2 separate regions of the Triticum aestivum genome follow, and region 1 is linked to region 2. The links are chromatin contacts, called in public HiCAR-type maps. All regions are on one chromosome and are shown on one strand. The core of a region is the stretch at or near the end of the contact, and the rest is flanking DNA. Distances in the headings are between cores, read along the strand shown. Region 1 holds the start of LOC100037567 (fasciclin-like arabinogalactan protein 1). Region 2 holds the start of LOC123053769 (corepressor interacting with RBPJ 1).

The links. HiCAR-type assays count read pairs that join an accessible place to other places.
Region 1: a contact with region 2 is called in a HiCAR-type map of leaf, with 7 times the contacts expected there. The contact joins the promoter of LOC100037567 here to the promoter of LOC123053769 in region 2. A contact is called at or near these places in 1 of 5 Hi-C or Micro-C datasets (leaf) and 1 of 1 datasets of contacts at active chromatin or transcription factors (leaf).

What each region holds. Positions count from the first base shown.
Region 1 is chr2D:451,823,419-451,826,309 of IWGSC CS RefSeq v2.1, forward strand. LOC100037567 (fasciclin-like arabinogalactan protein 1) reads right to left here and starts at 1,254. Exons shown (of 1, transcript XM_044477316.1): 1 at 113-1,254. The coding sequence starts at 1,143. The coding sequence ends at 346. LOC123053770 (mitochondrial proton/calcium exchanger protein) reads right to left here. Exons shown (of 16, transcript XM_044477317.1): 16 at 2,744-2,891.
Region 2 is chr2D:451,385,746-451,388,514 of IWGSC CS RefSeq v2.1, forward strand. LOC123053769 (corepressor interacting with RBPJ 1) reads right to left here and starts at 1,467. Exons shown (of 5, transcript XM_044477315.1): 1 at 1,205-1,467; 2 at 908-1,009; 3 at 1-42. The coding sequence starts at 1,294.

The DNA of each region.
Region 1 (2,891 bases), core at 4-2,503, 440 kb after region 2:
AGCTGGCCGGCTTCAGAGAACAACATTGATCTATCCAAACACTCAAAAAATGCTAAAAAAAACACTCCAGAAGGATTCTCAAAAGAACAGTCCAAAAGTTACTGAGACCCCGTTGAAACATGCAAAACCATCGGTTTCCAATATTTAGGTCTGACTGAGATTCAAACTGCTTTATCACATCAAATTATTATACTAAACAACATTAATGTGGCAAGAAAGAGTAAAGATAGAAATTTCACTGCACGAGCACACGCACTGACCGACAGACACAAAGGACACACGCAACGCAATCCACCGACACACCACTACCTCCCGTGCAGGTCCACCGCGAAGGAGGACAAGCGGCTAAGCCAGAGCGGCGGCCACGGCCACGACGACAGGCAGGACTGCGGCCCATGGCAGACACGGGGCGGCGGACGCCGCGCTCTTCTTAGAGTTCTTCCTCTGGTCGGCGGGCGCCGCGTCCTCGGCGGCCGGTCCGGGCGCGTCCGCTACAGGCCGGTGGCGCGCCTGCTTCTTGGGGGCCTTGGGCGCGTCGGCGACAGGGGCGGGAGCCGGCGCCGGCGCCGGGGACTCCGCCGGCTCGAAGAGCTCCACCGGCTCGAGCACCGTGTCCACGGCGTAGATGGCGATGGGGTCCTTGTCGTAGACGGTGGACTTGACCCGCGCGGCGTGGTCGGAGGCGTCCGTCTTGATGGTCACCTGCTCGCCCTCGTTCTGCACCGTGAAGTTGAAGTTGTTGGCGGAGCCGTCGGTGGCGAGCGTGTTCATGACGCCGTTGTTGGACTTGAGGCTCCGCGGCGCGTAGTACACGGGCACGGCGTGGAACAGCAGCAGCGACGCCTTGCCGTCGGCGCTGAGGTTCTTGTACCTGGGCATGAAGGACCTCACGGCGTCGTCGCTGGGGCAGAAGGCCGTCACGCCGCCGTCCCCGGCCGACTGGAACGTGGAGTGCGCGTCCGGCGAGGCCGCCACCAGGGCCGCGAACGCCTTGCACCCGCCCTTCGCCATGGCCGCCGTGATGTTCGGCGGGGCCGGCGGGGCAACGGGCGCCTTAGCTGCCGCTGCTTTGCCCCCGGCCGCGGAGACGGCGAGGGGGAGGAAGACGGCGAGGACGGCGGCGGCGAGGTGGAGGCGGCGCATTATGGCGAGTGTCGGCGTGGGAGTGAGAGTGGCCGAGTGGGAGAGCTGTGCAGTGATGAACTATGACCACTGACGAGTGTCGAGTGTGATAGGGTGTGAGGTGAGCTGGCTTTGTGAGGACCTGCCCTTGGGGTTTACCACCAATATCAGAGATTGCCATTCAGGTTAAAACTTTGTGATTTTGTGGTGGTTACCATTTTCCTTTTTGGCAAATTGTGGTGGTTGCTTGTTCTTTTGTTTCATGTACCCGGATCTTGTCCATTTCTTCAATTCCTCTGCTCATTTAATGTCGCCTTAATTCGACTTAAAGAACAATATGGTCAGAAGGAGTTGCCATAGGTAACCTAAAATGAAATTTTGATTTTGTGAACCTAGATAGATATGCAGTAAATTTTGAGGCCCTCAAGTTATAACCATTGCAGGTACTCGTTTAGTACTAAGTGCAGGACTTACAAACCGACAATTCAAAATGCTGACATAATTTACTGGGTTGGAGAGTGGAGTGAAAAATATGTAAGCATTGTGAGGTACCAATTACATTGGTGCTCTTAAATACAATCACTGAGGAAACAGTACGTTCACGTGGCATTGATTGATAGTAGTCCTTGTATACCACATCGATATAAGGTGATCTTCAGAATTAGTAGCGTAGTATGTTTTTGTGGTACCTATTTAATCATAGATTACATAACATGTACTCCGTTTCAAAATATAAGTCTTTGTAGAGATTTCAAATGGACTACCACATACGGATGTATATAGACATATTTTAGAGTGTAGATTCACTCATTTTGCTCCGCATGTAGTCACTTATTGAAATCTCTAGAAAGACCTATATTTAGGAACGGAGGGAGTATTAGCCATGTACTTGAACATCAGCCAGAAGCGTGCCATTTTCCATGCCATCGAAACGTCTTATCAATTTATAGGATCTCGTGTTCAAAAGCTAGCAGAAATTATTCAACCACCGTCAGCATAGTGTAGTTTGTAGATTTTTATGACTCATGTAGTAGAATAACTCATGTTCAACAGTATGTTTCTGTTATAGCAAGACTAGTTCAGTTGTTTTTAGAAAGTTAGGTTAATTTATGTTACCGAGAATGCTTAGCTACTCCATCTTTGGCAAGAATCTGGGGGAAATTATCCTCCGTGAGAACTCAGTGGTTTACTCCTGATATATGTATACTTTGGAAGTTGTTAAAATTGCTACAATTGATTTCCGGAGTTTTCATGAGAAGGTAGGGTTCACCAGAAATTTAGTTTTTATCCATAGGATGATAGGGATATCTAGGGAGTAATGGTCAGAAACATGGCAAAGGCTAGTGTACCACCTGATCCCTACGGGACCATTCTTTGTGCCTTATTACGATTCATCAATCAAAGACACCAGAAACTCGCAGAAAATAACTAACATTACATTACCTTTCCTCCAGACGGTGACACTCTACGGAGCAGTCTTGCGCACACCATCTGGGCAAATTATGCAGTTAGTTCATCTCAGGCCCTTCCCAAAAAAAAACTCAGGCCCTTGGGCAAGCTTCAAGACATCAAACTGTGGCAGACCCAGAGCTTAAGAAGAGGGCACCAATCTAGACATGACTTCAAGGCCGTCGAAAAGAGCTTTATTGATTTGATTAAACAACAGTAACACCATTACAATCCACGAGAGCCGGTTTATTTCTTCTCTAGCTAACTGAGCAAGTTCAGGAGCCACTGTATTACACTCTCCCCACTTGCAAGCATCACCT
Region 2 (2,769 bases), core at 217-2,716:
ATCTTTGTCAGCCTCCACCTCACCTCTCTTTAGTTCCTCGTCCTATAGGGGACAAGAGCATCATTGATTACTATGAAGGTACTGATAACAGATAAGTATTATAGCTACACAGTGACCTTATAAGTACAAAAAGGCTGAGCCTCATCAGCAGTACACTAACTAGTAAGCCAATAACCATGTGGAGTCAATGCAGAAAACAATAAAGCGTTTGCCAAGTAAACCCACCCCAACTAATGCGGACATAGGTTGATCTATTTGGAATCAGCATATACATACTCCGTCTAAGTTGCTATTTATCAAAGAGAACAAGATAAGTAAAGGAATCAAAACCAAGCACTCCCTCCATCCCACAATGTAAGATCATTTTTCAAGCTACGATCTTATATTGTGGGACGGAGGGAGTAAAATATAAGATCGTTTTTCAAGCTAACTAGGTAAAGTATCGTGGATGGCTGAATAAGCGGTGTGCCACTGATAAATGGTTGTACTACCTTTTACAGTAGCACAAGTCTAAATGTCTGATGGCAAACCGATGCTAGAGAAACTCAAAGGTCAGCAAACCAGGGGAAGGACGACTGGACCCTGGGTGGCACAGGACCAAGCTTCCACTGCCAAAGTTCAGGCTGCTAATTTCCCTCCTATGCTACAACGTAGCTTAATTCGTTACTATATGCACTACAAAGTGAATCGCCATCCCACACCAGGCCAAAACAAACTTGGGCATCACATACAAGGCAGTATGCCTGAAATTCAGCATCCATCATACATTTAACATAAAATAGGAGCACAAATAGCACATCGCAGAGCTTAAGCAGCAGCATGGATAAAATCATGGCCAAAATTACAGAGTGCAGAAACTAAAATCCACCAACAAAGCCAGCAGAGAGCAAGCCGAGGCCGCGCATACCTTCTGCTTCTTCTTGAACTCCTCCCACGTGAGGGTGTGGGTCTTGTTGAGGCTGGCCAAGCGCGCCGCGTGCCACTCTGGAGAATGAAATGAACCGTCCGTCTGTGACGGCCCTCGTTAGTAAAAGTCCCCTCATCAAAAGGGGGAAAAAGCATCTACAAGCAGCAAGATTCGCCATGGACGTCCCGGCAGATCTCGATAGGGTTTGCACGGGGGGAGCAATCAGAGATGGGTTGCGAGCTTGGAACTAGGGGGGATTAAGGATCTGTGGTAAGGGGGGCGAGGAAGGGGACCGACCATGCCGTCTTCCTCCCCTTCGCCGGGGGCGCCGGAGGACGAGCCCAGCCGCGCCCGCTGCATCGCCTTGTACGCCTGGTTCTTCCCCATCGTCGATTGCTGGCCCGGGAACCAGATTGGAACCGCGCGGGGCGGAGGAGGAGGCCGAGTGGAGTGGAGATCCCTTTTTCCTCCCTCCTTTGGTACGACGCGTGCGGCCGCGAGTTATGACGGGTGATGGCGATAACGCCGATAAGGTAAAGGAGAAGATGGGGCAAGGGGAAGGCCTCCCCTCCTCTGGCTCTGGCCTGAGGGAGGAACTCTGCCTCCGCAGGCTGCTGCTGCGGCCGCGTGTCTACCGTCTGATCGGAACTGGATGGCCGGATTGCCAAAGTTTCAGGTGATATCGGTCTTCATATGCTACCGTTATACGGACATTTGGACCGTTGGATCACAGATCCGACGGCATCTTAAGAGTTGTTGTACCTGCACGCAATGTCGAGACTCTTAGATCACTTTTTTGTAAATGTTCAAGAGCTTCCGAAAGCCGTTTGATTTGAGATCCAACGGCTGCCAAGAGTCCATATCACGGTATCACCTAAACGCTGGTAGCACATCATATTTCCTTGGGCCGGATTGAGCAAGGGTGCATCTCTTCTTTGTTTATACTAGCATAAATGTATGTGTGTTGCAACAAAAGAAAATATTGCTTTGTATGAATTAAAGTTTGCTGGTCGAGGAATTGTGTCATGGAAGAACTGTCATTGATGACAACAGAAAAGATGGATCGTGGTGTGAGCTCAAGACATGGGTTATGATCCGAGTAAATTAATTTGAACGACATTAACTTTAGACTATCAGTTCTAGTCGTCAAGGAGGTGGAAAATTCATTTAGGAAGAAAAATACATCGAGATGTCATGAGATCGGAGCAAACCTACTACACACTCACCCAACCCGATATAGCTGAGTTTGTTGGATCACCTCCCCCTCCCCTCTTCCTCCCGCCGGACAACTTCAATGTGAAGTTGTTGTTGAGAAATGTAATAGAAAACAAAACAAAGAAATTGGCCTACAAATCAAGTTCCCAGGATCACTATGAAGATGCATACAAGGTTAGATCTGATCATTACCAACTTCAAGTTGCAGCGGGAGAAGAGTTCGCGAGGATCGTTCTTGAAATCCCTCGAACCGTCCCTCGAACACAAATTGAACGCACGATCCCTCTGTGTATTGCACATGTACGACACCAGTGATCAGGCATCGCTTTGCCATCCAGAGCTAAGCAATGTCAAAGTAGAAGACGAGGGAGGAGCAGCCCTTCGGAAGGAGACCCACTATTGGGGGGGAGAGAGGAGAGTGAGAGAGAGAGAGAGAGAAGACACAATCAAAGGCGCCAGAAAAATTGTGTCTCCTTTGAGCATGCCCCCCCTTCATTTATAATAGCCCGGGGAGGAGGCTAGCTTGGAGCAGGGGTTGCCCCAAAGGGTGCACCCCCATCTATGGTTGGCAATCCCAAGGGGTACGCGCCCTCTCTCCCACAACCCTAGCCGCCAAGGGAACTTGGCCCCCAAGCCTAAAGGGGGCG